Linked DNA regions of Mus musculus: all the other regions are linked to region 1. Evidence: chromatin contacts called from public HiChIP or PLAC-seq data. All regions are on one chromosome and are shown on one strand. Each heading gives the region's core, a stretch centred on a gene start, on an enhancer-like site or on the middle of the called end of the contact. The rest is flanking DNA. Distances are from core to core; before and after follow the strand shown. Region 1 overlaps 1300002E11Rik (RIKEN cDNA 1300002E11 gene). Region 2 overlaps Igf2bp2 (insulin-like growth factor 2 mRNA binding protein 2). Region 3 has its middle 24 kb from the start of Gm25810.

What was found. HiChIP or PLAC-seq counts read pairs in DNA pulled down with a chosen protein or histone mark.
Region 2: a contact with region 1 is called in an H3K27ac HiChIP or PLAC-seq map of embryonic stem cells, with 6 read pairs. The contact joins two enhancer-like sites. A contact is called at or near these places in 2 of 39 promoter capture datasets (frontonasal cranial neural crest and second pharyngeal arch cranial neural crest) and 3 of 115 datasets of contacts at active chromatin or transcription factors (bone marrow-derived macrophages and embryonic stem cells).
Region 3: a contact with region 1 is called in an H3K27ac HiChIP or PLAC-seq map of embryonic stem cells, with 2.2 times the contacts expected there. The contact joins two enhancer-like sites. A contact is called at or near these places in 1 of 484 Hi-C or Micro-C datasets (embryonic stem cells) and 2 of 115 datasets of contacts at active chromatin or transcription factors (bone marrow-derived macrophages and embryonic stem cells).

Annotation. Positions count from the first base shown.
Region 1 is chr16:21,806,707-21,809,406 of GRCm38.p6, reverse strand. It overlaps 1300002E11Rik (RIKEN cDNA 1300002E11 gene), which reads right to left. Exons shown (of 3, transcript NR_037958.1): 3 at 367-729. Among named protein-coding and RNA genes, the nearest start is that of 1300002E11Rik, 14 kb to the right of the region's middle. Within about 2 kb of position 1,341, at least 12 of the 459 cell types and tissues checked have an H3K27ac peak or open chromatin away from gene starts, as enhancers often do. A contact at or near this core is called in embryonic stem cells, where this site is marked.
Region 2 is chr16:22,139,304-22,142,003 of GRCm38.p6, reverse strand. All of the region lies in intron 2 of Igf2bp2 (insulin-like growth factor 2 mRNA binding protein 2), which reads left to right. Among named protein-coding and RNA genes, the nearest start is that of Igf2bp2, 23 kb to the left of the region's middle. Within about 2 kb of position 1,408, at least 18 of the 459 cell types and tissues checked have an H3K27ac peak or open chromatin away from gene starts, as enhancers often do. A contact at or near this core is called in embryonic stem cells, where this site is marked.
Region 3 is chr16:22,199,271-22,201,970 of GRCm38.p6, reverse strand. No RefSeq gene overlaps it. Among named protein-coding and RNA genes, the nearest start is that of Gm25810, 24 kb to the left of the region's middle. Within about 2 kb of position 1,325, at least 29 of the 459 cell types and tissues checked have an H3K27ac peak or open chromatin away from gene starts, as enhancers often do. A contact at or near this core is called in embryonic stem cells, where this site is marked.

The DNA.
Region 1 (2,700 bases), core at 92-2,591:
AACTTAAGGAAGGAGTCTATGTTGGCTCACAGTTCCCGTACCAAGGCAGTCAAGGCATCAGGAGCACCACAGTGGCCGATCGGTCACACCGCGTCCAGACAGGAAGAACAGGACGGGAAATGCTGGCTCTCTGTCTGCGTCCTCCTTTCATTAAGTCCAGGGTGCAAGCCTAAGGAATGGAGCCACCCATAGCAGGCTCTTCCTATCTCAGATAACCATATCAAGATGATCTCTGTGTGCCAGAGGCTTGTTTCTTAGAAAGTTCTAGATGCTATAAAGTTAACAATCAACACTAACCACAACTCCATCCTTTAAAACTTGACATCCAAACACAATAATTTGAAGCCATGGACCTTTCAACCCATCTTTCCAGAATTTCATGACCATCTGTTTAATTTTTTTTATTACAACTATTTTCGATCTGTGTGTGTGTGTGTGTGTGTGTGTGCATACTCATGCATGTGCCCGATATATGTGAGTGCTATAGAAGTCAGAAGAAGTTGCAGGAATCAGCTCTCTCCTTCCACACTTTGGCTTTGGGGATTGAACTCAAGTCAAAAGGTAATACAATACTTTCTGAGTTTTCCTGGCAGCCTTCATTGTCATCTTATAATGCAAACATATGTCCAGGACAACTTCAAAAGTCCCCATATTCTTCAACAATTCCAATACTGTTCACAAGTCCAAAGCCTTATTTCAGATTTGAGGTAATCTCTTAACTGTGAGTGCCTAGAAAATAAAAAAAACAAGTTACATAGTTCCAAAATAAAATGACATGAGTGACCATTCCTATTCCAAAAGGGAGAAATGAAGGCATAGGAGAGAATAATCATGCCCAAAGCAAGCCTAAAACCCAACAGAGAAGACATCAAGCTTGCAGTACCAAGTCTGCCATTGGGGTGACGGGATCCCCATCCCTCCGGACGTACCACTTAGGCACACTCAACTTCTCCCTTGAGTAGCTTCACTCCATGGACGCTGCTTTCCCTGTCAGATGTCCCATGGGTCTGACATCAACATTCACAGCTTCAGGCAGTAGCCTCTCAGGCCCTTTGTGGGACTATGACCTTGCCACACTACCTGGCCTCGGCTGCTCTCTGAAACTGTGGAGCAAGAATCCACCACCTCTTCAATCTTGCATCTTTCACTGATTTCAAAACCTGTACCAGGTAGACAACAACGCCAAGTCCTGCTAACTCCAGACATGTCCTGGCTCCCTGGACCATAGATCTACCAGCTTCTCTGAGCTGACCCCAAGGGACTCTTCTAGGCCATTGCTCCCAAGGAATCAAGAACCCATTCAGTTCAGACTTCCTCTGACTGACTTTGTATCCTGATAAGTTGGAGTCTGGTGGGTGAGGTTTGCCTTCAGGGCCTTTTCTATTGTCAGGTGCAACTCAGATTTCTCTTCAGTGACTGATCTCTTTAACAATACAACTGTTTCCCCAGCTGTGAGGAGCGGGTGTGGCGGCAGTCCCAAAGGCGCCAGGGACTGCAGCTAAGTCGTATGACTTGCACCTGACTTCCTCATATAAGCCACAAACATCTTGAGAGCTGCGCAGGTGTACCGGATACCGGTGAATCCATTTTGATGGAGATATGCCCCTGCTGCCCTGATTAGCTGAAGCTGCGTGCCTGGTGAGGTGGCGTGGCCTGCTGTGCGTGGATGGGAACTGAGAGTATAAAAGAGTGAGAGGCCCAGGGTTCGGGGGAGATATAAACAAGGGAGATATAGAGAAAGAAGAAACAGGACTGAATAAACGTGTGCAGAAGGATCCTGTTGCACGTCGTTCTTCCTGGCCAGTTGAGCGCGCGCAAGACCCAGCACCAGCCTGGTTGCAACCCTGTCTTGAGATTTTTTTCTGCCAAACAAATTGATCTACTCCCTTTAAATTCTACTTGACTAAGTTGCCAGGGCATGGGCACAATGAAGCCAGACTCTCTGCTGAAAGGTCACATGAATTGCCCCTGCCCAGTTCATGACTGAGTCCTCTCGTTTTCCTCTGAAACCTCAGGACTTCACTGTCTGCATTTCTCTTGTTCCCCTCTCCAAAGTTCCCAGAATAATGACCCATTACCTTCTGCCTAAAATATGCAAGGGTTTTTTCTTGTCTGAAGTTCTAAACTCCTCCCCAATTCTTCCCACAAACTAGTTTCAAAGGCCTAGGAGCAATATGTTCAAGCTTATCTATAAAAGGCCTCACTTCCTGGTATCAATTTTCTTAGTTACTCTTCCTACCGCTGTGATAATAAAAGCAACTTAAGGGAGGAGTTTATTTTGGCTCACAGTTCCAGAGTGCAGTCCACTGTGCCAAGGTAATCATGGTATCAGGAGCCTGAAGCAGCTGGTCACACTGTGTCCACAGTCAGGAGGAACAGGATGATAATGGTGGCCCTCTGCCTGCTGCCTTCTTTCATGAAGTTCAGGATGCAAGCCTATGGAATGGAGATGCCCACAGGGGGGTCCCCCTACTTCAAATAAGATCACCAAGATGATCCCTGACATGTGTTTCCTAAGAGGTTCTAGATGCTACCAAGTTGGCTATCAACATTAGCCATCTCAAGTAGTCTGTTAGAAAATGAACTACAAAAACCTGAGGGACAGTAGTGACCAATCAGGTAAGGCCCTGAGAAACTATGATAAGGTTTAAGGTTTATATACAGAAAGAGCTATTACTCAGGGTATTTAAAAGAAGTTAA
Region 2 (2,700 bases), core at 159-2,658, 330 kb before region 1:
GAGGTTGTATTAGTTGCTTTTTTTGTTGTTGTTGCTATGATTAAAAACATTATGACCAAGGCAATTTATGAAAGAATATTTACTTGGGCTTGTGGTTTCAGAGCGTTGGGAGTCCATGGTGGTGGATCAAAGACATCACAACAGGAATAGCTGATTGCTCACATCTCAAACCACACACAGCACGCAGAGAGCTCACTGGGGATGGTAGGAGTTGTTTGAAACCAGTGGCACGCCTCCTTCAGCAAGCCCTAGCAGCTTAATCCTTCCCAAACAGTTCTACCAACTGGAGACCAAGTATTGAAGCATAGGTGTCTATGGGGGCCTTTTTCATTCAAACCACCACAGAGGTATTTATGAGTGCTTTCCTTGGGAAACAGTTTCATTCTAGGCATCGAGTCTCAGCCAGGTCATTTCTTTTAGAGACTCAAACATTGTGGCTGGTGCTTTAGTCTGCTGGTGGGAATAAAGGGGCTTCTCTACCTCATGGTGATGTTGTATTGTGTTGAAATAACCCATTCATCCCCACTGGGCCCCCTCCTGTTTTCACGTCTCTGTGTGTGCTCCACTGTGTTTGGTAGTCTCTTGTGCAGCTTGCAGAGGCTACACCACTGGGGAACAGAACTCCCCCTCTGGAACGCTTCTAAATGCCTGTAGCCCGTTAAGGCTGGGATGGGACACTGTTCAGAACAAAAGATACTCAAAACCTGTGGATACCCCCAGGATGCAGTTCCTGTTTCCCACATACATCCTCTTCATCATTTACTGCCAAACCTTCAGCAAGGGATTTCTGAATGGGAAGCATTGGATTAGTACTGGAAAGTCCAAAGGTAGGAAAAACAGAGAGCCTGTCAGCCTAGAATTCAAACTAGCATGCATCATTAGCATGATCATTCCCGAAATGGCTGGGGACAAGGTCCAGTCAGCTCGTGGGGCAGGCAGTAAATTGCAGAGGCATTGTAAAAGTCGTTGTGAACGCAGGGAAATTGGCAGCTCCCTTCAGCCCCATAGTCTCCTTGAACGCCCATCTAAAAGGTCTTGTCCTACATCAAGTGTCTTCTGGCCCTGAGTGGCTCTCTCCAGATCTCAGTTATGCTCTCAGTCATAGGCCTATGTGTCTGTTTACAGCCCGAGCAGGAAGGAATGAGGCACTCATGGTGTGTGTTCCTCAAGACTGGCTGTGGGCGGGGATCCCCAAGGATGGAAATACATTGTATCTGCTTTATTACAGTTTAATTTTGGTACCATTCTTAGGGAAAAGTATACTCTAATAAAGCTGTTACCCTTTTAAATTGACAGGTAAGCAGAAAATGCTTTTGTTCAGTTTTAGTCTCTTGTAGCCCAGGCTAGCCTTGACTTTTCTGTATAGTTTCAGAGAAGAACCTTGAACTCAAGCCTCTACTTCCCCATTGCTGGGATTGCAGGCTTGCATCAATCACCACACAGGGAAAACCCCATTTCTCTGCCAACACTGCTGAAAACCAATCTGAAACCTTAGCACGCCTTTCCAAAGTGTAGGTTAATTTTTTTATTGGATATTTCCTTTATTTACATTTCAAATGTTTTCACCTTTCCAGGTCTCCCTTTCAGAAACTCCCTATCCCATTCCTCCTCCCCCTGCCTCTATGAGGGTGCTCACCCACCCACCCACCCACTCCCGTCTTCCTGCCTTGGCATTCCCCTACACTGGGACATCGAACACCCTCAGGCCCAAGGGCCATTCCTCTCACTGATGTCCAACAAGGCCATCCTCTGCCACAAATGCAGCTGGAGCCAAGGGTCCCTCCATGGAACCTCTTTGCTTGGTGGCCCAGTCCCCAGGAGCTCCAGGGGTGTAGGTTAATCTTTTAAGGAGGTAAATTAGGATAACAATGATGCTCTTTAAACAGAGAAGGCTGAGTTGAAGGTTCTCAGTGTGGCCTGTGGGCCAGGCACATCTGTACTAGGCGGCGGCGGGGGATTCCTTAGAATTGTAAAGTTGGAGTTGGGGTGGAAAATATAAATGCAAAGAGTATACTGAATCAGAGCTGCTGATGGCGTATAAGTGCATCTGGACGGACATCCTAAGTATGTAGGGAGTGACCTTAGCCCACCTGATCTTGGGGGGCTGGGCTCTGGCACAGCTTTGTGTAGGTAACAGCCAGTACTGATATGGGTGGCCAGAAGTTTAGAACACACTTCCAGTTGTCCTCTGAAGTGTCCACCTCCTGAAAGTTTAGTAAAGAAAAGCTTAAAGTTGTTTGTTTAGTTGGGTCTTGCTGAGCAGGCATAATATCACACTATAAACATACCCCAAGAGAAAGCACCCTAGAAAAGTAGCTTGGGGTGGGGACTGGAGTGATGGCTCAGTGGTTACCAAGGACCCAGTTTGGTTCCCAGGACTCACATGGAATCTCATGACTATCTGAAACTCCAGCTATAGGGGATTTCACACCCGCTTCTGGGCACCAGGCATGAACGTAGTGCACAGACATCTCTGTAGGCAAAGTACTAACAGAAACATAGGAATCTTAGAAATAGTTAAGTGTATGTGGGTATATATCTGGGAGTGCTCGTGCGTGCACACACACACAGAGACACCCCCCCCCCCCCTTGTGTGTGAGTGTACAGAGGTGAGGGGTCAACGTTGGGTGTCTTCCTCTGTTGCTTCCTTCCCTCATTTTTTGAGACAGGCTTTCTCAGGAAACCTGGTGCTCAGTGATC
Region 3 (2,700 bases), core at 76-2,575, 390 kb before region 1:
CACCTCCTATGTTATCTTACCCCACCAAAAATCCCCGTCTCTATGTTCTGAACTTATATTTTTAAAAAGATTTTATCTATTATTATACATTAAATACACTGTAGCTGTCTTCAGACACACCTAAAGAGGGCATCAGGTCTCATTACGGGTGTTTGTGAGCCATTATGTGGTTGCTAGTATTTGAACTCAGGACCTTCAGAAGAGCAGTCAATGCTCTTAATAGCTGAGCCATCTCGCCAGCCCCATGTTCCAAACTTATATAAGTGAGAGGCTGATGCCATAGAGTTGAGTTCCTGTTTTGACAAGACTCCTGGCTCAGTGTCAGCCCTGGAGAGACCCTGATGGGATATCAGCCCTGGAAAAACCCTAGTGGGACTGGGACCTCTGTCCTCTCACCTGGACCTGCTGGCAAGGAGCTGGCACTGCCCCTTTCCCTGGGCATGCCTCCTAAACATTGCCAGGGACCAATAGAGCTGCAACACCTACATTGTAATTCTGAAGTTTACAAAATCCTCTCAATGTACTAATGTACAACTGCCTCTCTAGATTTTACTTCTTCCCAAAATCTTAACTCATAACTGTCCTTTTCTAGAGTTCAGCTGCCTCTCCCTGGAGTCTACTTGTTCAAATGTTTTTTAGCCTATGCTTAGAATTGCACCCCTTTATCTCTGTCTTTCTTCACGGTTTTATTTATTCCCTGCCTTACTTTTTCTTTTACCTGTATCAGGATGATTCTCTCGGGAGCATTCATTCCCTTGTCTGACATCTAAGATTCCTAGTATCGGGGTGGGTAAGATGACTCAGAGACTGAGTGCACTGTCTGCTATTCCAGAAGAACCAGGTCCCACATGACAGTTCACAATTGCCTGTAACTCCAATTACAGGGGATCTGACACCCTCACATAGACATGCATGCAGGGGAAACACCAATGCACATGAAATAAAAATAATAAATTATATATTTTATAAATAAACAATATACAATAATATATTAATATATAAATATAGTATCTATCTATCTATCTATCTATCTATCTATCTATCTATCTATCTATCTATCTATCTAGATTTCCAGTAGCCAGTGTCCACATTTTGGTGCCCAGTTGGCTTATTATTCAGGTATTACTTCTTGTTGTGTCCTTGCTTGGCTTCCCAGAGGAACTTGACCTGACTGAGGGCAGTGAGGGGATGAAGAGAAAGACATGCATAGAAGAGCTGGGGTGAAGTTGCCTCTCTGATGGAAAGACTGTAGTGTTGTGGATGAGCCTGGTGCTGTTGGTATTTTGATGCTAATTCTGCTCTCCTGGGATGGGTTGAGGACATGGAGTGAGTCACATGACTTACTGTGAACCAATGCCCTAATGAATAAAGGAGCCAATCACTGAGCAGGTAGGAGGGGCTTCTGGGTTGGATGGAGGAAGAGAGGAAGCAGGAGAGAGTTAGGTCTTTTTAGAGGGGGATAGCGTGAGAACAAGATGTAGCTATGAGTGCTTCCCTGTTTCAGTGGCAGATCCATCATGATTTGCTACGGGAAGGTTTAGATTTAATAAGGCTTACAAGTTAGGATTTTAGTTGCTGCGCCCAGCAATTGAGTTACCCTAGTTTCTGAACTAACATTGTATTGTGTTTTCCTTCATGCAGTGGCTTCTCTGGGTTCCAGAGAGAAAAATACTGTGGCAAAGCATGAGTTTCCCTGAGTTGCACCACAAAGGCCGTGGGAGATCTGAAGCATGGGACTGGTGTGGTAACGACCCATCAGTGGGAACTTAGCGAGCTGGGTGGAGACGTTTTTGGGAGTTCTGGGCCAGAGAGTCTCCATGAGATAAAAATAGGTAGGCCATTACCCACCAGTGCATGGCTAGCCAGGCTGCCAGAGCAGAGGCACAAGTGTAGAAACATGACTGTATTTTTTGTTTGTTTGTTTGTTTATTTGTTTGTTTTTTGTGACAGGGTTTCTCTGTATAGCCCTGGCTGTCCTGTAACTCACTTTGTAGACCAGGCTGGCCTCGAACTCAGAAATCCTCCTGTCTCTGCCTCCCGAGTGCTGGGATTAAAGGCGTGTGCCACCACGCCCAATGACTGTTTCTTTTGTTTGGTTTTTGTTGTTGTTGTTGTTGTTTTTTTTTTTTTTTTTTTTTTTTTTTGGTTTTTCGAGACAGGGTTTCTCTGTATAGTCCTGGCTGTCCTGGAACTCACTTTGTAGACCAGGCTGGCCTCGAACCCAGAAATCCGCCTGCCTCTGCCTCTGCCTCCTGAGTGCTGGGATTAAAGGCATGCGCCACCACACCCGGCGACTGTTATATTTTTTAAATATTATCCGTAACACTGTAGCCTCCAGGACTCACAGCATTTTTATTATATACATTTGGCAGATAAACAGGGAGGCAGAGTTTATGGTATATAGCTGAATCGACATAAATACCAGTGTGAGGTCTATGGTAGACATTTTATTTTCTTTTTTAAAAGGGAGTTGTAGAGAGAATATCTTATTTTGTTTTAGATTTACTTATTTGTTTGTTTGTTTCATGTATATGAGTATACTGTAGCTATACAGATGGTTGTGAGCCTTCATGCGGTTGTTGGGAATTGAATTTAGGACCTCTGCTTGCTCCAGTCAACTCCACTTACTCAATTCTAGCTCGCTCCAGCCCAAACTTTATTATTATTATATGTAACTATACACTGTAGCTGTCTTCAGAG